6 separate regions of the Mus musculus genome follow, and regions 2, 3, 4, 5 and 6 are each linked to region 1. A link is a contact called in public ChIA-PET, HiChIP or PLAC-seq, Micro-C and promoter capture Hi-C data. All regions are on one chromosome and are shown on one strand. The core of a region is the stretch at or near the end of the contact, and the rest is flanking DNA. Distances in the headings are between cores, read along the strand shown. Region 1 holds the start of Itga3 (integrin alpha 3). Region 2 has its middle 6.9 kb from the start of Nxph3. Region 3 holds the start of Slc35b1 (solute carrier family 35, member B1). Region 4 holds the start of Ngfr (nerve growth factor receptor (TNFR superfamily, member 16)). Region 5 overlaps Fam117a (family with sequence similarity 117, member A). Region 6 has its middle 3.5 kb from the start of Gm51874.

Region 1 (3,614 bases), core at 664-3,163:
GGTTCCATTCCTAAAGCAGACAAGCTTCTTATCGGGAGCTAAACAGCCGGGTAGTAAATATGCATTGGTTTGTACGCAAAGACAGAGGAACAAGGCTAGAAAGGTCATCAGATCTTCTGGTATTTGCAAAGCTAAAGGAAGATAGATTGTTTAGCAGTTACCATTTTAACCAGTTAGGCGGGGCATCTAGAATTTGCCAGGCCAAAAGGGAAGTAGAAAGTAATGGAAGAGGACACTCCCATAGGAGAGGCTCCGGTCACACCAAGTCTCAACAAAATCTGATTTGTCCTAAGGGTTAATCATTAGCATAATGGTTAAGAAGGGTTCTGGGGTTAGATACCGCACTATTAGAATCTTAGCTTTGTGGCTTTAGCCGAATAGCGTAACTTCCTTGAGCCTTGGTGTTCTCATCTTAAAAGCAGAGCTAATTCCCTGATGACTGGTGTAAGGATTTCATAATCGTAGACCCGCGCCTTCCGGTGGCTCACCTCTGCTTTCTCATCTTTCTATTTAACTCCAGGCTCATCTGGGCTGCTCCTGCATCAATGTGGCCACATGGGGCTGCAAAGATCTCAAACTTACTTTATGCAGGGAAAGCTGCTTGCTCCCCCTGGTCCCTCCAGGGCTGTGTCTGATGAAGAGACAGCTCTGCTCCCATATGTAAATAGAGAGACAGGTACAGACCTGGGTTTACATAGTGGTGGCAACGACAAACTGTCAGTAATTGTCATGAGCAAAAGGACATCCTGGTCTCTAAGGGCTGCACCTTTGAGTGTAAGAGATAAGATCAGCTGTGAGGAAATGATTGTACCTTCTAAGGTCACAATGTCTAGATAGGGAATCAGACACAGAATGAGCTGGTTCCTCAAACACCGGAGCAGAATCCCATTGGATGGGCTCATTTTCTGCTTTCCCTTTTCCTTAGACTGGTGGTTGTGTAGATGTGTGTGTATACACATATATACTTGTATACATGTATATTGCCTTGAAAAAGTAGTATTTGTAAAGCAGTTAGCATAGTGCCTGCTGCATGTGCTGTTCTTATTTAATTATAAAAACATGTAGAAAACGATGCTCAGGGAAAATGAGTCTTGTTCTGCATTAGGGGAAATCTGAGTTAGACCAAAACAACATTCCATACACTCTTGGAGTTCCCTAATTCTTCCTCGGATAGTGAGATCTTTGAGTCAAGCCCACCTGTCTCCACCCAGCATCACACCTGTGGGGGCTGAGGTCCCATTCACTGCTTCGAGACAAAGGCTGCCCTTTGCTAATTATTATTTCTGATGGGTTGTCATCACCACCACTAAATATCTGTCTGGCTTTGCGGAGGAGCCGCTTCCAGCAGGGAACAGGATGAGAGGAGGCGGGTGGGCAGGAGAAATACTCCTTCATACATAACATTGAGTGTACTTAGCACGAAGAAGTTAAGTCCGGAGACCCGCAGTCACCTCTTAGGGACTCACATCACTGCGGAGGTCCGCATTCCAGGCAGCCGAACACAGTCGACCGTTCTCCGAAGAGCCAACGCCTGGTTTGTCCAGCGGGGATCGCGGTGCTGGCGGTGCCTTGAACGGCCTTTCCAGTAGCAGCCGCCGCAAGCGCCAAGCAAATCCACCTCTGGCCCCGCCCGTCCAATCCGTCTTGTACCGAAGGCGACGCTCCTAGGAAGAAGCTCTCCGCTGGAAGGGGAAATCCGGGCTTTAAGGGTTCCCGACAGGTGTCTGAGAGAGAGGGCGGAGTCGCGATAGGAGAGATGGAGAGGGAGGGGCGGCGCTGCCCCTTTAAGAGGCGGCGGCCGAGCGGGGACCTTTTCTCTTTCCCCGGAAGGAAAGCGGAGCCCGGACTGGGCGCGCAAGGTGGGGAGGTGCGGGGCTGGGCGGTGGGGAGGCGGGGCGCGCTGGGGAGGATCCCTCCCTCCTGCCCTCCTGGTGATCGAGGGCTTGCCGTTCTAAATCCTCCACCTAGCCGAGGTCCAAAGAGCTAACACCTCCAAGGGGGCGCGGCCGGGACCATCTAGGGTGTGGGGTGCTCGGAGCTCGGAACGGTGACCCGTCCACCGAACCAACGTGAGAGTAGATCCACGGATCTGGAAAACGGATTGGAAAAGCACCCGGAGCAGACGTGAAAGTGACCCGGACTAGGGTAAAAAATTGCCTGACTACCGGTGCAGCGGCTCTGCGGGCTCGGGTGTCCTCTGGTGGCGCCTGGAGCAGGTGAACCGTTCATCACTCCCGGTGCTGAGCCCTCTAGCGATTTCGCCCGGCCCCTTACGGCCCGGCCCGCAGCCATGGGCCCCGGCCCCTGCCGCGTGCCCCGCGCCCCTGGCTGGCTGCTCCGCGCTCTGGCCTTGATGGTGGCGGCTTGCGGCCGGGTCGCCTTCGCCTTCAACCTGGACACCCGATTCCTGGTGGTGAAGGAGGCGGTGAACCCCGGTAGCCTCTTCGGCTACTCGGTCGCCCTCCATCGGCAGACTGAGCGACAACAGCGCTACCTGTAAGTCAGCCTGGCGGCGGTGAGGTGGGGTGCAGAGAGAGGGGTATGTGCGCGGATACCTGACCTAAGCTAAACTGGAGCCCTGGGCCCGCTGACTTCCAGGCCTGCTGCTGCTGGCCTTTCCTTGTGAGCCAGGATTAAGAGGGCGGGTAAGACGGCAGTTCTCCGATTGTGGGGCTTGGCGGCAAGTGGAGGAAGGGGGTGGGGGGAGGGGGGCAGTAATCATGGCAAGTGCTGACCTGGCCAGAACCTGTCTAGACGCGACCGCTCCACATTTCAGACATCTTCGGAAGTAGGGTCTTTGTTGCCCAGCACCCTGAGAATCCAGTACCTAACATTAGCTTCTTTCCCGGGCTAGGAGAACTCTGTATATTAAACACCTATTACATCGCTCTTCCCCTCCTCCTTGAAGAGAACCGAGAATATATGCGTTCAAATCCCTATTAGCCCTCTCATTTAGCCTGTGGCCAGAGCAGCCACGCCCTCTGCAGAACCAGGCTGGACCACACTTCTCAAGGGCTTGGCATTGCAGAGTGAGGTGATGAAGAGGCTGGGCATTCGGAGCTGTCCAGAGACTTCCTCTTGCCCCTAGAGGAACGGACAGTAGAAGACAGAGGAGGCGCTGTCTTCTACTCTGAGGCCAGAGCCCACCCGGAAGCAGTGGGGGTACTCCCACCAGACATCTCCCTGCATTCCACAGATTCATGTTGAATCAGCAGCCCTGAGTGTGTTTGTTTTGGTTTGAAGAGGGGAATGGTGTTTTCTCTTTTCTTCTGCTCTTTGCAACAGCTGCAAGAAGCGGGAAGAGCCCAGCAGAGTGGAGGAGGGGAGGAGATTGCATCCAGCCACCTGCCCCTCCCTGAGCACACTCATGCCCAACGGGTCATGTCCAGGTGTCTGAGGTTTCTCTGCATAGGTTCTGTGTGCTTAGGTTGGCTAGCTGAGGGAAGAGGGTGACCAGAGGTGGTGAAACTGCCCAGGAGGGACAGTGATGATCCATCATATAAGCCCCTCCTACCTTTTTGAGCTGGGTGGTCTGCCAGGCATTTACTCCTGCCCGGCCTCTGACAGTTCCTAAATCAGAAGACACAGTCAAGGTAAAAAGTGTTGAAACCTCT
Region 2 (3,614 bases), core at 1,065-3,564, 440 kb before region 1:
CTGCAGACAGTGTTTCCTAATCTGACTTGGCAAGCCCCACACAGTAGAAAGACAACTCCACGGGCCTACCCACTGGTTGCATTCCCAAACTCTGACTTCCTCTTGCTTGGGGGTGAGGATGGTAAAAAAGGTTGATGGGAGGACAGACCTGGCATCATACCCCAACCCCAACCCTGGGAATAGCAGTGGAGTCCCGCAGCCTGCCCTGGAGTGTATTGGATAGAGAGGAGGGGCAGAGAGCAGGGACAAAGTTGGCATGGCGATCATCATGAGGGGAAATATGAGTCTTTCATGAGGCAGAACACAGGAGGCCCCACTCATCAACTGTGACATGCATGATTTTGCATCCCAGTCTTGCGAAGTCAGTACTCACTGGGGTCTAGCTTAGCAGGAGTGAGGAGACTCTGAGCTTCCCACCAGCTGCAGGACTCTGGCAGGCAGGGGCTAAGTTTGCATGAAGTGGGTGTTGGCAGCCACACTCCCATGGTGACCCAGGGCTATCAGAGGCAGAAGAGCCAGGTCCAAGTGACGGTGTCCTTCCTGCTGCCTCTCCCCTGGTCCTCGGCTTACAGCAGCCTCCTGGACTGGAGTCCTTTTTAGGCTGTGACCATTCCTAAGCTTATCTACCTTTGTCCTATGTAGCACTGTCGTCAAATCTCTCCGGGCTGTGTGCTGAAATATGTGTGTGTCTTCAACTTGACATAGACTTGGGGTCATCTGAGAAGAGGAAAGAAGTTGAGAAAACATTTCTATCAGACTGGTGGCCTGGAAGCAAGTCTGGGGTCGGGGGGGGGGGAACATTTTCTTGATAATGATTGATATAAGAGGGCCCTCCGCTCACTCTGGGTGGAGCCACCCCTGGGCAGGGGGTCCTGAGAGGTACAAAAGCTGAGCGTGAGTCTGGGGAACAAGTCACTGTAAGCAACATCCCTCCGTGGCCTCTGCTTGAGCTCCTGCATCCATCTCTTGGTGATGGACTGAGACCCAGAGGGTTAAATAAAATAGACCTTTCCTCCCCAGGTTGCTTTTGATCATGGTGGTATCACATCAAGCTAGGACAGGCTGGAATTACCAGAAACAGAACAATGGCGACCCCAAACAATATATATGGGCAAAAAAAACCTGGAAATCCTTCCCTTTGAGGCCCTAGTATCTTTGACTACCACCCACCTCCCTGCCCCTTGCTGGGGCCCCTAAACTCCCTCTGCCAGGTCTTGGAAGGGATTTGGAATCTGATGATCCTAGATGTCATCCGAGCAATAGAAGCCCCAGTCAAGGCTACTCTGGGGAGCCCTCGTGATCCCAGGATCCAATAGGAAGTGTCTGCTGCTTCCCATGGCCATCATTCAAGAGTGCCCAGCAGGACCCCACCCAGAAGGGCTTCTCAGCTTGCTGGCATAAGCGCGCCAATATGCAGGCGCAGTTATTCTTCCTTTGCTCGCCAGGCGTCGCTACAGGCCTAGAAATGGAAGGTGCAGCCAAGCGTTCTGCACTCCTGGGGAGTGGCCCCCGGAATTGTTGAAGCTCCTGGACAGGCCTGGCAGGTAACAAGAATGGGATCTGTGCGAGGAGCTGACACTTGGCGTTTTGACAATCGTGTTCAGCAGGGGTCCAAAGAATCTTAAGCCCCTGAATTCAGGCCGGTGTAGCTGATACCCATGAGGCAAATTCGACGGCCCTGGAGACTGGAGAGCTTGCGGAACCTGGGCACCCTGCATCGCCTCCGTGCACAGAGGAAGCAATAATCCTCGCCGCAGATGACCCATTTCACCATGATGACCTTGAGGCAGTTTTGCGAGATGTACGACCTGCCTCCGTCCATCCACCGTCTTTCCCTGTGACCAACTACTGACAACACTGCCTCCCTGTGAGCTTTTAGCACAACAGGACAATTGGAAATCTGTGCTTGGGTAACAAGTCTGAATATTCCAATAGCTAGTAATCGTTGAGCACGTCTGCCCGACATAGTTATTACACCACGAAGAGCACAAAGGTGAAATAACCTACCCAAGATGGTGAACAAATTCAAGCTAGGGACTAGGTGATCGGTCTCCGGAGCTCAAAAGCACTACACCCCCATTCATACCATTTTTGGGGACATGTAGGGCACAGGAGTTCAGGGAACCTAAGCTGACCTCGAACTAGGTATGCACCTGAGCATGATTTTGAACTTTTGATCCTCCTGCTTTCACCTCCTAAGATGATGGCCGTCCATTTTTTCAGTCTATGAGAGGCACTAGGCAGGCACTGAGCTGTCGCGGGCGGCAAGAGGGCGTTGCCTTCCCCGGGCCGCCCACCAGGTGGCGCGCCGACGCCACTCGTATCCTCGCACCACACCCGCGCTCCGTCTCACCATCGCCCCCTGTAAGGTTCTCGTTAACCATGGTGACTTGGGTCCAGCCGACAGGTGGCTGAGGGGTTTGCCACTGAAGGTAGTGCCAGGTGTTGGCGCCTGGCCAGATGCCTATTTTCTTCCTTTCACTCTTCATCTCCCAAGACGCTGAAATGTAACCGGAAGGAGCCCCAGCGCTCCTTTTGTTCAGTTTACAAAGCACTTTCAACCAGCTACATCCAGACACAGACAAAGACCGGGAGAGAGAAGCTGAAGCTCTCCACATCCTCCAGACGCCGTGATCCAGGAAGAGGAAAGACCAACTACTAAGATGGTGGGGGGTGGGCCTCAGAGCCAGGAACCTAACAAGAGCAAATAGACTATGCTTTTTCCAGTAAAAGGTCCCTTCGGGTGGTGAAGGCTTAGAAGCACTTGAAGTAACACGTAACACACACACGCGAAGGCACACACACATTCACATGCACGCATGCACGCGCACACACACACACACACACACACACACACACACACACACACACACCCTGGGACCTAAAACATGAACTTGGTACCTTAGCAGTCTCCCTCAGAGCATTCTAAGTCAAAGGTCCACCACTGAGTAATGAAAGGTCTCTTGTTTTCATTACTTCCTACAAAACAGATTCTGTGGCCCTACTGTGCACCAGCCCTGTCACTGTGCACTTGGTTAGCAATCCCCACTCTCGCTCAGATGAGCCTCCAGGCTCACACACGTACTGGTCTGCCCTCTGCAGGATGCTCTCCAGTGTCATCTGTTTTCACAATGCCTGGGCCCCAAGTACCCACAGGCTCGTCCCACACTTGTGTTCCCTAAGCCAGAGAGCTGGGGGTCAATTTGAACTTAGACACCTTTCTCTTAGACCCCTTTCAGAGCCACCCTCTCCTGTCCCCATTGCCCCTTCCGCACAGCCCCAAGTCTCTGACCTACCACCACTGCCTGGCTCCTCCAATTCACTCAACTCTCAGCTCTACCTCTCACAAAGACCGGGGTGCTCTTCTTGGTGCTGACTCCATAGTCACCCACAGCAACCCTCACACCCCTCTACTCCCACCCCCCACCCCCATCTCCCCTTCCCTTGAGCCCTTCTCCCTGTCTTCGCCACACTCGTGTCTTCTCCAGCTCCTCTTACTAAGGCTTCCTAGGCTCAGGAGATTAATACTCCATCCGTTTGCCTAGAAGACCAACCTCAACCCTCAGGCAGCCCCAGGCCCTCCCATCCTTTGGGCTCCAGGTAAATTAGGACCC
Region 3 (3,240 bases), core at 229-2,728, 310 kb before region 1:
AATCTCTGAAAATTATTCATCGTCCCAGTTCCCCTTAAGCCTAACACAACCACATGCTGAGTGGAGGGAGAGATTCACTGAGTTCAAGAAAGGATGGCTTAACTCTACTGACAGGAACAAAGACATGTTTGAAGCTGACACACAAAGCGAAGTCAAAGGGATAAAGGGGAAAATGTTCTAAGGGCTTTCAATGGGGATTTGGAATATAGACGGCCCAGTCGTCTCCAACTAAAAAGTTGGTATAATTTAGAGGCCTAATATTTTAATCTCATTTCACAGCCATTGGTTTTACAGTCTGTAGAGAAGCTGTTTAAATACTCAAGGGTGTGGAGGTAGGGAAAACTTTGATTTTTAAAGATGAATCCACGTCTATGCCCAGAATATGGGAGGAAGGAGAGTGAGCCCAACAAATTACTATGAGGTACTCACAGATCTTGGCAAACATAGCATTGATCACACACTGGATGAAAACCAAAGTTAAGGCAAAGGTGAATGTCTCCTGTTTGGGTCCTTCTCCATACTTCCCTCTTGTGCTAAGACGAAACACATAAAAAAGCAATTAGTGTGTGCTACTCGGTGGCATCAAGTATGTTCAGATCCACTGAGAGCTTTGGAAGTATCATGCTTTTGTGGGTGTAGTTAGAGTTAGGAAGGATTACTGAGCTCATTTACCCAAAGGAGACGATTTGATTTAAGCCTAAAAACTAAGTCTAAACAGTAGACGCCAACCTACTGCTACCATAGCCTAAGGAAAAAATATCCGTAAAGGACACAGGTAGGAGAAAAAAAAAAAGTCAAGACAGCTGAACAAAAGTATCCCCCGTAGGAGAAAAAAAAAAAAAAAAGGCAAGACCCAGAGCAAGAAGATTAACGGTCTGCAAACACCTCGGGGCTTTCTAAAAATAAAATAAAATAAGACCTGGCTCAGGTCACGGAGCACTCTTGGAATCAACAAAAGTAAAAATATCTAAAGGGAAAAAAAAAATCGCGTTCTAAAACTCCAGAGGCCGGCCCTGAAATTTTAGAATTACAAGGATGCTCAGCTAGCAATGTATAATAGCAGGGTGCAAAAAAAGGTCAGAGGGCCGAGCCGGAGAAGAGAAAACCCTGTACCAGACACAGGAAGCCTGAAGACTAGACCGTAAAATGGATGGTGGAGACTGAATTCCGGCCCTGGCTGGGGGATGCTAGGAGTCCTGCCCCCTCAAGGGTCTGCTCACATCTTCTCCTGCAGGATCCCATAGTAGAAATAGCAGACAAAGACACCCAAGAAGCAGAGCGGCAGGCGCAGCCGATCAGGCACCAGGGATCTACTAGCGGCCATGAGACGCACGGACGAGTCGGCCGAAGATCCGTTCAGAGCAGGTAGCGGTACCGGCGGCGAAGGCGAAAGCTCCAGGCGGACATCGCCGGCCGGCGGCAGGGACCTCATAGGAGCTGCGTGCGACCGCCGGCTCGTAGGCCGGAGCAGCTACCTCCAGATATGCCAGCTCAGAGCTTCCGAGAGGGAAATGCCTCCTGCCCCGGCAGGAGCGTTCTAGGAAAGAAGGAAGGCTTTAAGATCTTGGCTCCATTCCTGGTGGCCAGGAAAGCCAGCCATATCGAGGTTATTGTCTCCTCTTTTAGGTTTTTCCGATCAGGCAACGCCGAGGACATCTACAAGCTGGAGCTCGGTGGGGAGGCCTAGGCGATTACGCGGCGTATAGTGATGACGTATAAGTATGTGGATGTTATCAATTGGCTCCGCAGAGCGAAAATAGACAGATGGGCGGAGAAAGAGGCGGTGAGGCCAGAAGAGAATTAAAGGCTTTTTTTTTTTTTTGCAGTTGGCTGTCAGGCCTCGGCTGGGTCCTAACGCCAAGAACGCTTCATAGAGCCGTAGCGCCCTCTAGCCGCTGCCCAACGTTAGCGACTCCAACCCTGTCTACCCTGTGTTCAAGACCTGGCTAAGAAGTCCAGGTCCTCTTCTTTGGGCAGGGAGCCACCGGGCAGGCTCTGTGATAGGTCAGGGCTCTTATCACTTAGAGGCAGCACATCACGTGTTGCTTAAATTCCGAGCTACAGTTTTCTCGCTCTGCAAACGAGGGGTAATTAGTAATAACCACCCTGTCACTCATTGAACGGTGTGAGGATTAAATGAGCTAAGGTTTACCAAAGTGTTTTATAAACTGTTAAGTGTGCTGTGCAAGTTTGGAGTATTAGTCATCATATTTTCTCAACTCTAATCGTATTTCCTCACCTCTTCGAGGTGAAAAATTCAATTTATTGAAATGCCTTTTAAAAAACAACAAAAGACATAATCACATGTAGCGCAGGCTGTCCTCGAATCTGCTATGTAGAATAATGTTGAATTTACAATCCTTTTCTCTTTACCTCCCTTCCGAGTGTTTTTTTTTTTTTTTTTTTTTTTTTGGTTTTTCGAGACAGGTTTCTCTGTGTAGCCCTGGCTGTCCTGGAACTCACTCTGTAGACCTGGCTGACCTCGAACTCAGAAATCTGCCTGCCTCAGCCTCCCAAGTGCTGGGATTAAAGGAGTGCGCCACCACTGCCTGGCTCCCTTCCAACTTCTTAAGTAAATTTTCTTCAAGACCTTCCAACTCTCCAATGAAGCAACACACACACACACACACACACACCACACCACACCACACCACACCACACCTCTTCCTATTTTTGGTCTCATCCATGGACTTCTCCCTGATTTAACAGTTGGGTCTTCACCTGCTTTGCTAGAATTGCAAAAGCAAGACTTAACACCAGGTCACCAAGTCCCCTACCTAATAACAGTCCCAATTGTCAAGCAGTTGTGGGTCTTGGGTTGCTTTCCTCTAAGCAGGCTTGCTCCTTTGGCACGTCCTCAGGCAAAGGAAGGAAAGGCAGGCAGCACCACACCCATCACTGGGGACCTGACTCACTAAGGCTTTGGGGACAAGCCAGACATCTTTCAAGGCTAGGAGGACTAAGAGAAAATAGGGTCTGTCCCTTTCCTGGTGTCTCCTTCTGGGAGTCACTATACGTTTACTTTCTTGGCCTTTGGTTTATTCTAGTGAATCAGCAGACAGACACTTCCAGGGAACCAAACAGTGAGTCTGGATTCCACTTCTGCCTTTTATTTTCCAACTGGGACCTCAAACAATTCACTTGACCTGGGTTGAGTTTCCCCATGTGTTTTTTATTTTTTTCCAAGACAGGATTTCACTGGCTGTCCTGGAACTCTCTGTAGACAGGCTGGCCTTGAAC
Region 4 (3,420 bases), core at 41-2,540, 510 kb before region 1:
TGTTTCTTCTGAAAGACTGACTGCACATTCCTTGGCATACAGGTGGTTTGATGTGCCACGCTTCTAGAGCATGGCCAGTGTGATCCTCAGAAGGCCTACACAGCTCACGGATGAGTCTGTGGATGTTGAATCCATTCAACAGCTCTCCCCTTGAATCCCCTCCATGACTGAACACTTGGGTGGTCAGAGAAGACACTACTGTCCCTGCCCGTAGGAAACTCACAAACTCATGTAATCATGTTTGTGTGTTGTCTGTATACTCTGTGTGTGTGTGTGTGTGTGTGTGTGTGTGTGTGTGTGTGTGTGTGTGCATTTGAGGGCAAAATACAGATGTGGGCTTGTGTGACTACCACTGTGCAGTGCACACATGTGAGTGTGTAGGAGTGTATATGTGAATGTCAGCCTGTGTGCATTGATGTATGTCTGGTCTGTGTTAGGAGCCCTTGTAGGATGAGCAGGTCTATATGAATGCCTGAGGGACGGTATAGGCAGATGTCAGTACGTCAACACACACACGTACAGGTGCACTTGAGAGTGTGTTTGTGTATTCCTGGGGTTTATGTGCACACCTGTGACTCATTCAAGCTCATGAAAGGCTGGAGATAGAGTTCTGTGATACAATGCTTGCTTAGCATGTGTGTGTGTGTGGTCCTAGGTTCTATCATGTGTGTGTGTGTGTGTGTGTGTGTGTGTGTGTGGTCCTAGGTTCTATCATGTGTGTGTGTGTGTATGTGTGTGTGTGTGTAGGAGAGGGGGAGACAGGGACAGAGAGACAGAGACAGAGACAGAGAAACAGTGTCAGACAGATATCCCAAATTATGATATTGGGATAGATTTCACCTTGAAGGCCCCAAGGAACATATCCCTCCACAAGTTGGAACAGAGAGAGAATGGAATAAGGTGTGTATCCAACCATAAAAGGAGGGCAGCCTCATTTTCGGAATAAGGGCTAGGTAGGCAATTAGGCTAAAGATGTTTAAGAGAGTTAACCCCGAGGCAGGCTTCATCAGTAGGAGAGCAATGGCCCCCGTTGGATCCGAAGCATCTTATGCTCAGCATAACCGGAGGTGCCCTGGGTACGTGGGGCAGCCCACTGAGAAGCCACAGCGGGGCACACGGGTGCGGCTCCTCTCACGCCTCACTTGACTGCTCTGGACTCCCCACCCTAGGCAGCCGGGCGGGCGCGGTTCCGGAGGGGTTGGGGGGGGGGGGGAGTTGGGCGGGCTGGGCGGGGAGGAGGCGGGGCTGCTGCATTGCCTTCACCCAGCTGCTCCCGCCCGCTAGCAGCCAGAGCGAGTGGAGCCTCCGCCAGCTCCGGCGGGCAGCGGGCGCTGGAGCGCAGCGCAGCGCAGCTCAGCTCAGCGCGCAGCACCATCGGTCCGCAGAGCGGACTGAGCTAGAAGCTGAGCGCTGTCGCCGGAGGCGAGCAATGAGGAGGGCAGGTGCTGCCTGCAGCGCCATGGACCGGCTGCGCCTGCTGCTGCTGCTGCTGCTGCTTCTAGGGGTAAGTGATTAGTAGGAGGGACCTCCGTTAACCTTTTCAAAGAGCTGAACCCCAAGGGGATGTGGGTGCCACCACCCAGGGAACAGAATAAGACGTTAAGGTCCCAGATGCTGGCAACGGGTGGCGGAGGAGCTGCGGGATCATGACCCACAGGGGCGCTCCTAGCTTCTAGGACTTTCAGAGCGCAGAGGCGACCCAGTCCCAGGATAGAGATGCAGACAGGACTGTTGCAACGACACCCGTTCTTGGTTCTGCTTGCTGCTGCTGGTTCTTGAGCACTACGACGGGTGCGGTGTAGGAGACTGGGAGCAGTCTCGAGTGGGGTGGAGGGAGGTTTGGGAATCTCGGGCGCCTGGGTTCTTTTGACGACAGCGTGTGAATTTTGGGATCCCGAGGGGAGTTTTCTCTTTAGCATCTTAGTCCCTGGGGAGTTGTAGGGCAGAGAGAAGGAAGGGAAAGAGATCGGCACTAAAGATGTGAGGGGCTAGAGACGGAACAATGCGGGAGGCAGCTGGAGGGACTGGAGGCAGAGGGGACCCAGTATGGACAATGGGGACCGGCCAGACAATGGGGGGGAGGGGCATCGAAAGGAGCGATTCGGGAGTGGCAGAGAGGTTGAAGAGAGAGAAGTGGGCTTTATGGAGGGCAGAAAAGAGACAACCACAAAAGAGATAGAGAAATGGAAAGAAGGTGCATACCCTAAAGTGCTCGGGGCCCCGCCTGTCTGTCTACTCAAGGACGATGCGATGAGGACAGCCCAGTCACAGACGTTTCCCGCGTGGGTTCTAGCGCTCTTTCTAGCGGCCTCGCCCAGTCCGGGAATTGCGTCTGGGCATCCCAGGCAGGGAAGAGAGCGCTCACTTCACTATGGCAAATCCGCTTCTAGGGTAGTTCCTTGACAAACCTTTCACGTGGTTTGAAGCAACTCAGTGGACCCGGAGAGACAGAGCCGGGGCATCCCCCTACCCTATTAAACGCCGGCCAGCTCTCGAGATGCGGAGCGCTGGGACTCTCAAGGCTGTGATGGTTCCGGCAGCGCACAGCTAGGGGATGCAAAACCCCAGGCGACCCGCAGGGGGCACTGCGGGCGAGGGATTGCTGTTGGGAGCTGCGTGCGCGCCTTGGGCTGCGCACTGAGTCCCTTCTAAGTTAAGCCGCCACGGGCCCTGAGCCCTCCGTGCTCCTTCCGGTCCAGAACTTAATAGGATCATCATCCCGCCCACACCTGGCCAGGCTTTCGGTGAAAGTCAATGAACGCTTCTCAAATGAGACAGGGGCCACTTGGATGCCTGGGATTCTTGTCGGATTGCTGTTCGGAGACACCAACTCCGGCTAAGGTCATTAGGTCCTCCTTCTATGAACCTGAGTACTCTGGGTATTTCTGACCAGATCTTAAGGAAGGTTGGCAATGAAAGTGACGTCCTCTCCTCACTCTTCCCTCCACCCTTTCCACATCCGAGCACTGTACACCCCCCCCCCCCATCTCCATCTTACTGATAAGGAGGCAGGGACTTCGAAGTTTAAGCAAGTTGGTCACGATCTCAAGCCAGAGTCGTGTGGCTGGATGGTCACCTCGTTCCAGCTCTGAACTCCCTGGGCGCGCGCAGGTGGGGAGGGGGCGGCAGCTGGTTCGCTTCGTTTCACAGTAGGGATATGGGTGACACCATTCCAAAGGATAGGCAGGAGGTGAGATATGGAGGCAAGCGGATGGAAAACCCTTCTCAAGCCCAAACATGGTTCCCTGGAGCTGTCAGTCCTTGTGGCGTCCTCCGGGGACTTGGGAGTGACTGCAAGAGTGTTTGCTAACTAACGCTTCTGGTTAGAGGTGCTTCTTGGTCCTTGTTATGGTTGGCTAGGGAAGAGGGCCTGGGGCGCTGCGTAGTTCTGATCCTGGAGGGGTGAGGGCGTGGCCACTG
Region 5 (3,301 bases), core at 109-2,608, 280 kb before region 1:
GATTAGGTTTTCGACTAGGGAAAAAACAAAAACAAAAACAAACTAACCTACTGCATCCCCCAAAATGGTTTGGCAAGCACCTGTTGTTTTAGGCACCAAAACTGAGTGGGAGCTGCTAACCCAAGGCATCAATTTCCCCTAAGGACAAACCAAAGCCAAAACCAGATAGCGATGCTATCCTGTGCCATCCTTAAAGAGGCTGCAGACTAGCAGGCACAGTGCTGATACCTAGGAGGGGCTATCCAAACAGCATAGGTCTGACAGTCCTATCCTCACTGCAGTGTGACTGCAGCCAACACTACCATCTTCACGGATCTGCCTTCCCTCTGCCAGCAGGGCCCAATCTGGTCCACCTTGCCTCCTAGGGATTCTGAAGAGAAAAGAAATGCAAATATGCTTTTATTCCCGAGGAAGATACAGGGAAGGAGGTGGAGAAAGAGACGACTACTGAGAAGTCTGTTGCAAGAAGGTTCTACAGGTGTATCACAGGCCTGGGGATTGAACCTAGGGCCTCACACACACCAGGCAAGCACTCTACTCCTGAGCTATGGCCCCAGCCCTCTCTTTACTTTTTATTTTGGGACAGGGTCTCCCTACCTTGCCCAGGGTATTCTTGAATTCAATCTTTAGTCTAGGGAAGCCTTGCCTTTCCATTTCTTCTGCCCTAGCCTCCTCAGTAGTTGTGATTACAGGCCTGTCCACCAGGCCTGGCAAGGTACTTGAATTTACTGTATATTCACTGTCCTTTACTAGGGACAGCCTACTGCTCTCCTGGATACTGTCTGTCTGAGAGAAGTGTGCGGAAAGGAGTAGGCAAGGGATACGTGCCTGTAGTCCCAGCACATGGAAGGCAGAGGCATTAGGAACAGGAGTTCCAGGCCAGCCTTGGCTACAGGGTGATCCCTTGTCTCAAACAAACAAAAGTCAATAAAGCTTCTTAGAGACTTGGGCATTGGCAGCTGTTGATGAGCAAGGGCTTAAGCTCCGCGGCTCACAAGCATCCCCTAGCAGACCCACAAGTGAGGGGGAAGTGGGTGCTTATGGGCATACCGGAAAGATGTGGGGAATGGGCGCTGTCCTGCACTCGTGTGATTACAGCTAAAGGATAGGAAGTGTTGAGAAGTCAAAACGGTTGCTTGTGGCTGAAAGATGAACTGGTTTTATTTCTGGAAAGCGCCCCTCTCAGATTTGGGAACCTGGGAGAGAAACAGAACAATCGGCTCCTGTATCAGAGAAGACAAGCCAGTATCATGACAGGCAATGACAAAGCAGCCAGCACTGGGGCATGGGCTGGGTGTCTGCAGGAGGGTGGGGTGTCCTGTTTACAGCACCATGGGGTATTATCGGCCCATCGCATGCAGCAGCCTCCACAGCTCAGCCACCTGGCGAGGCACCCTGGCACCAGGCCAGACCATTTCACCACACAGCTGAGCAGTGGCGGATGCTTTGGTTCTTGGGCAACAGCAAATGGAGAAAACAAAACAAAACAGCACCTACTAGATAAGAAGCCTTAGGTGCTATCTTCCAGAGCCACTTGGCCCTGTCTCCCAACTGCTACACTTGTTATGGCTCCAGGGAGAGGGGCTAAGAGAGGAGAGGCCCAGCAGTCAGGTGGTGTCAACGGAGCCAACTGCACACACGGCAGATAACGCCTTTGGTAAGTAGGTATGAGTGCCCACTGAGCATCAACGCGCTGATAGTCTCTGCTGATGGGAGAGGAGTAAGACAAGAAGCTACTGGCAGGGGAGTAGAGGGGAGAGCTGATGCCACTGCTCCATCAATGCCAGCTATCTGACACCAGGCACACTGGCAGGGGATACCCACACCCACCCCCAGCAAAGGTGCTTTCAGAAGGGCCACCAGTTCGTCTCTGCCTCCCCCTAAGACCTCTCCTTTGAAATCAACTCAAGCCTAACCCTGGCATAGGAACTCGAAGGAGAGGTGAGAGTCCTCAGGATGAAGACTATAGATAATGTAGGGCGTGAGACATCTCTGGTTCTTCTCAGCTTGGCCAGGGGAGAGAGCAATCAGCTCAGACCCAAGCCTTCGGGTTGGGCACCTGGAGGGACAAGTTCATCGTTTCGCTGTCTTGCAGGCCAGGTAGGAGGGAGGAACCTGGGATGGGAAGATGCTCTTAATCCCACCGACAGCATGTGCCTAGCCTTCCTAGTACATCTCCAAAATGGAGACATAATTTTACACCCAGCAAAAAACTCAACAACTAGCTGGTTCAACAAACAAGGCATGAGTCACTTTCTCATGCCATCAGACTTTGAAGCCTTCTCCCATCCCCTCTTTTAAAGAGAAAATAGCCCTCATGACAAATATGCTATAGGAAATAAGAACATCCAGCTGAGGGAACACAAAGCCAAAAGCTATGCATGCTCACCGCGAAGCAGCACAGCGCTACAAGGATCCTGGTTTCTCTCCATGCTCATAGGCACGCGTCTGTTTCCTTTTGTTCAGTAACCAATGAGCTTCACACAGGGATGAGATGCAGGCAAAGCCAGGGCAGTGTGGAGGGACCCTGAGGGACCCTGGGGGCTCCTACCCTGCCTTGTCCACTTGGGGTGTCCACCTGGAGAACAAAATACAACATTTTCCCCCAAGAACTGATTCGCAGGACGGAGGGGAAGTTCCTGCAAACAGCCTCACAGGGATTGTCTTTCTATTTTTGGACGTGTGCTGGGATTGAACAGTGTAGATGGCCTCATGAGCTCCCTGTGGTTTGGGGCCACTTCACTGCTTAACTCGGGACATGTGGGTTTTGGAAGAGAAGCTGTGGTGAAACCGAAACCCCCAATATGACTATCCGGGGGTTACAGACCTCCATGGAGAGCCCACAGAGACCCCATCTATATGTCTATTGGGGGGGTTACGGACCTTCATGGAGGGCCCACGGAGTCCCCATCTATCCCAGCTGTTACTTTGGAAATGGAGTGAGAGGGCTTTCTCTGTTCTGTTGTCTAGCACTGAAACTCAAGGAAGCACTCTATCGATGAGCTATAACCCCAGTCCTGACTAACATTTCTTTCAACACTAAGCCACAGCTAACTTAAACCTTCACAGGGAGAAGAAACTCAAAAGAACTAGACTGGAAGGGGCGGGGGGAAGTTCCATCATGCTATCCCTTCCAAAGAGACTTTACCCAGAAAAGAGCAACGGGATTTGTGTACACTCTAAGAACTGCTCAGCCAAACCCTCCATCAATCACTTGACTCCATATTTAAACGTACAACTCAAGAGAACCAGGGAAACCATTTCTGGCTTCATGTCTGACTTCCCTAAATGTAGATCACGT
Region 6 (3,606 bases), core at 713-3,212, 360 kb after region 1:
AAAGAAGTCAACCCCAGAGATGAACCCAGGTCCTTCACCCAGATCCTTCACCTCTTCTTCTCCCATATGATCCCAGTCAAGAACAGAGACAGAGGGCTGGAGAGATGGCTCAGTCGTTAAGAGCACTGACTGTTCTTCCAGAGGTCCTGAGTTCAAATCCCAGCAACCACATGGTGGCTCACAACCATCTGTAATGGGGATCTGATGCCCTTGGTGTGTCTGAAGATAGTGACAGTGTACTCACATACATAAAAATAAGTAAGTTTAAAAAAATTTTAAAAAGAAAGAAAGAAAGAAAGAAAGAAAGAAAGGAAGGAAGGAAGAAAGGAAGGAAGGAAGAAAGAAAGAACAAACAGAGACAGAGGAAGAAAAGTAAGAAGGCTCTATAGTGATACTCACAGTGTCTATGCTCTGGTGACTTGGCACACGTTTGAAGTTCGTCTTGTCCCTTGGCAGAAACATTTTGTCTCAGGACCATCCACACAGACTTCTGAAAAGATTAAGCTTGTCGCATTGCCTCCTGCCGCTCCACCTTGCACAGCTCATAGTGTCACGGAGAGGAAAGGTCAGGAAAAGGTGGGAAGATTGGCTTAGAGCAGGCTGTGGGAGGGAACAGAGAGTTGGCTTGCTCAAGGCTCTGTAAGGATCATAATGCAACCACCAAAACTGATGTGAGAGGTCTCCGGTTTCACCCTCAGTAATAGAGAGAGGTGGGTGGGGGAGAGAGAGAGAGAGAGAGAGAGAGAGAGAGAGAGAGAGAAGGGAGGGAGAAGAGAAGAGAAGAGAAGAGAAGAGAAGAGAAGAGAAGAGAAGAGAAGAGAAGGGAAGAATGGTAGATCCTTCTACCAGAGAGAGACTGCAGCCTAGGGGAGCCTGCCTTAAACTTGAAAGGACCAGAATTGAGGAGAAATAGTGAGACTATTTCCCTGCAGACAATGGTAGTGGCCAGGAGTTCAAGGTCACACCTGAACTGTCACAGGGTAAGCAGCACTCTTTACATGTACACATTCAAACAAAAAGCTCGCCTAGTAGGACATGTGTCTAGCAATGTCTTAGTCACTGTTCTATTGTTGTGGAGAGACCCCACGATCAAGGTGAATTGCATTAAACTGGGGCCTTGCTTGCAGTTTTAGAGGATCAGTCCATGACCATTGTGGCTGGAAGGCACACAGGTGTGATGCTGGAGCAATAGCTAAGATTGTTTCATCCTGATCTGCAGGCAGCAGGCAGACTGGGCGTGGCATGGGGTTTTGAAACCTTAAAGCCCACACTCCCAGTAACACATCTCTTTCAACAAGGCCACACACCTATTCCACCAAGGCCACACCTCCTAATCCTTCCCAAATAGTTCCACTAACTGGGGACCAAGCATTCGAATATATAGCAGTAAATGGAAGCCATTATTCAAATTACCACAATGGGGAGCGGGTAGGTACTGTAAAGTACACAGATAAAATAGAATAATTGCAAATCTGAGAGGTCTAGGTAGACTGTGGAAGTTACAATGACGTGAACTGAGGCACATAATGAATTCAGATTGCACATCTGAATGGAGAAAATGGGGCATGGAAGGAAGTGGGGGTAGGATGGTGTGATCTGGAGTCATCCAAGGGTACCCAGCCTGCTCCAGAGACGCATAGCCCCGGAGGGAGGGGGACTCATCCCAGGGACCTCTGAAGTTGCTTCACATCTTCAGGGGAAGGTAAAGCAGGTCAGGAGGTGGAAAGATACACGCGTCATCTTCATTTCCCAGAACGGGGCTGAGAGGTTGAGGCCACCAAGCCTGTCAGACAAAGCTCACGACACCTTTGATTTCAGAATGAACTCAAAACCAAAGACCCAAATTGAGCCCCGACTTTGTATCCAGCAGGGCGTGAATCATCCGACAGATGGTGGGGGTGCGTTTAGAGAGCCTCAGAGGGAGCAAGAGCGGCCCCTCAGATGGCCCTGTGGTGCCAAGCTGTTCTCGACCCAGAGCAGGCTAAGCATGGGGGGAGTTTGTGGGTTCTGCTCTTTCTGGCTTCAGGGAGCAGCTGCAACTTTGCAAATTCAAGTAATTGAGAGAGAGAGAGAGAGAGAGAGAGAGAGAGAGAGAGAGAGAGAGAGAGAAGAATCCAGATGTTAGTATTTAGCGCAGCCTGGGTCACATGTAGACTCTGAAGCAGGAGTGGGGACTGGGGGCTGAGCAGAAACTGACAGCGCCCCCAGGAAGGCTAGAAGTGGATGAATTTGCTCCAAGGGACAGGGGACTGCTGCCAACAAACAGCACAGGAAACCTGAGGTTATCCCAGCCTCAAGAGTCCCTGCAGGCTGTTAACGGAATGCAGGGAAGGAAGAATTCTCTCTCTTATTTGTAACTGCATAGACATTGAGTATTCCAGCGCCCATTGCCTTGTATGCTGCATTTTGTCACCTGCAATCAAATGCATCCTAAGTGTTTTCTGAGGAGCATAAGAGTGGAGCAGGGTTGTTTTGCCTTTAATCTTAGCATCCACCCCACGTGTTTCACCATAGTGTTTTGGTAGAACTTTAACATATTCTAAAAGGCGGTGCTTTTATTCTATTCTGTTTGATTGTGGTCAAAATTCTGCCTCTTCATTCTAACTTACAATGGACATGGAAAGCTAGGCTCCTGGTGACTAATTGAATTTTGTCTTTTCCACACTGAAAGCCTTTTTCCAAAATGAACGGCCAGCCCCCAGCATGTATGTAGCAGAGGACGGCCTTGTCTGGCCTCAGTGGGAGAGGATGCACCCAATCCTGCAGAGACTTGATGTCCCAGGGAGGGGGTGCCCAAAGAGTGGGGACACCCTCTCAGAGGCAGAGGGGAGGAGAGTGGGAGTAGAACTCTGGGAGGGGGGACCAAGAGGCAGGGCAACATTTGGGATGTAAACAATAATTAATTAGTTAATTAATTAATTTTTAAAATAAGAATAAAAAGAAAGTATGGTGGAATTCTGCACTCAAAAGAAAAAAGAAAAAAGCTGGACATGGTGGCACACGCCTTTAATCCCAGCACCCGGGAAGCAGAGGCAGGCGGATTTCTGAGTTCGAGGCCAGCCTGGTCTACAAAGTGAGTTCCAGGACAGCCAGAGCTATACAGAGAATCCCTGTCTCGAAAAACCAAAAAAAAAAAAAACAAAACAAAGCAAAAACAAAAAAACAAGAAAAAGGGGAAAAGAAAAAAGGAAAAGGAAAACACAAAAAAAGAATGGCCAGGTATATTGGTGCATCCCTTTAATCTCTGGCTGAAGCCCAAGTAGCCAGCCTGGGCTACATAGTAAGATCCTATCTGGGATAAAACAACAACAACAACAACAACAACAACGTAAAAGCAAATAACATAACAAAAACAAAAGAAAAAAACTACATGGAAGTTTTAAATTATTTATTGATTAAGTGTGACTTTTTAAAGAGCCATTTGTGTTCTCAGGTGACAGATGGAGCAGGACGCTGTGACAACAGAAATATATCGGTCACCTGAAAAACTGAGGTCTTTGCCACTCCAATAAACACAGCCTAACCTTGCTCCCACAGGGGAATGTCCAGTCTCATCTGATGAGCTGTCTCCTGCACTTTTACTGTAGCTTCCATCTTGCCTGTTTT

The links. Promoter capture Hi-C pulls out the DNA fragments that hold promoters and counts their contacts. Hi-C and Micro-C count contacts between places; a contact is called where the count stands out from the background. ChIA-PET counts read pairs in DNA pulled down with a chosen protein or histone mark. HiChIP or PLAC-seq counts read pairs in DNA pulled down with a chosen protein or histone mark.
Region 2: a Micro-C map of embryonic stem cells shows a contact between it and region 1, with 1.7 times the contacts expected there. The contact joins the enhancer-like site here to the promoter of Itga3 in region 1. A contact is called at or near these places in 6 of 39 promoter capture datasets (the 3T3-L1 cell line, the HPC-7 cell line, hippocampal neurons and 2 more), 1 of 15 datasets of contacts at CTCF or cohesin (pro-B cells), 3 of 484 Hi-C or Micro-C datasets (all in embryonic stem cells), 3 of 115 datasets of contacts at active chromatin or transcription factors (embryonic forebrain and embryonic stem cells) and 2 of 9 other capture datasets (adipose tissue and liver).
Region 3: a contact with region 1 is called in an H3K27ac HiChIP or PLAC-seq map of extraembryonic endoderm stem cells, with 2.3 times the contacts expected there. The contact joins the promoter of Slc35b1 here to the promoter of Itga3 in region 1. A contact is called at or near these places in 2 of 39 promoter capture datasets (hippocampal neurons and liver), 1 of 115 datasets of contacts at active chromatin or transcription factors (extraembryonic endoderm stem cells) and 2 of 9 other capture datasets (adipose tissue and pancreatic islet).
Region 4: a promoter capture Hi-C map of hippocampal neurons shows a contact between it and region 1, with 5 times the contacts expected there. The contact joins the promoter of Ngfr here to the promoter of Itga3 in region 1. A contact is called at or near these places in 4 of 39 promoter capture datasets (hematopoietic stem and progenitor cells, hippocampal neurons, liver and 1 more), 1 of 484 Hi-C or Micro-C datasets (bone marrow-derived macrophages) and 1 of 115 datasets of contacts at active chromatin or transcription factors (pancreatic cancer cells).
Region 5: a contact with region 1 is called in an RNA polymerase II ChIA-PET map of memory CD8 T cells, with 7 read pairs. The contact joins the enhancer-like site here to the promoter of Itga3 in region 1. A contact is called at or near these places in 4 of 39 promoter capture datasets (cranial neural crest, liver and stem cell-derived epiblast-like cells), 3 of 115 datasets of contacts at active chromatin or transcription factors (extraembryonic endoderm stem cells, memory CD8 T cells and pancreatic cancer cells) and 1 of 9 other capture datasets (embryonic stem cells).
Region 6: a contact with region 1 is called in a promoter capture Hi-C map of the 3T3-L1 cell line, with 2.9 times the contacts expected there. The contact joins the enhancer-like site here to the promoter of Itga3 in region 1. A contact is called at or near these places in 5 of 39 promoter capture datasets (the 3T3-L1 cell line, the HPC-7 cell line, HPC-7-derived erythroid cells and 1 more).

What each region holds. Positions count from the first base shown.
Region 1 is chr11:95,075,013-95,078,626 of GRCm38.p6, reverse strand. Itga3 (integrin alpha 3) reads left to right here and starts at 1,913. Exons shown (of 26, transcript NM_013565.3): 1 at 1,913-2,496. The coding sequence starts at 2,291.
Region 2 is chr11:95,519,616-95,523,229 of GRCm38.p6, reverse strand. No RefSeq gene overlaps it. Among named protein-coding and RNA genes, the nearest start is that of Nxph3, 6.9 kb to the right of the region's middle. Within about 2 kb of position 2,314, at least 119 of the 459 cell types and tissues checked have an H3K27ac peak or open chromatin away from gene starts, as enhancers often do. A contact at or near this core is called in embryonic stem cells, where this site is marked.
Region 3 is chr11:95,383,094-95,386,333 of GRCm38.p6, reverse strand. It overlaps Slc35b1 (solute carrier family 35, member B1), which reads right to left and starts at 1,478. Exons shown (of 9, transcript NM_016752.3): 1 at 1,221-1,478; 2 at 430-533. The coding sequence starts at 1,324.
Region 4 is chr11:95,585,568-95,588,987 of GRCm38.p6, reverse strand. It overlaps Ngfr (nerve growth factor receptor (TNFR superfamily, member 16)), which reads left to right and starts at 1,290. Exons shown (of 6, transcript NM_033217.3): 1 at 1,290-1,504. The coding sequence starts at 1,430.
Region 5 is chr11:95,354,943-95,358,243 of GRCm38.p6, reverse strand. All of the region lies in intron 1 of Fam117a (family with sequence similarity 117, member A), which reads right to left. Among named protein-coding and RNA genes, the nearest start is that of Fam117a, 20 kb to the right of the region's middle. Within about 2 kb of position 1,358, at least 145 of the 459 cell types and tissues checked have an H3K27ac peak or open chromatin away from gene starts, as enhancers often do. A contact at or near this core is called in extraembryonic endoderm stem cells, liver and memory CD8 T cells, where this site is marked.
Region 6 is chr11:94,712,002-94,715,607 of GRCm38.p6, reverse strand. No RefSeq gene overlaps it. Among named protein-coding and RNA genes, the nearest start is that of Gm51874, 3.5 kb to the left of the region's middle. Within about 2 kb of position 1,962, at least 9 of the 459 cell types and tissues checked have an H3K27ac peak or open chromatin away from gene starts, as enhancers often do.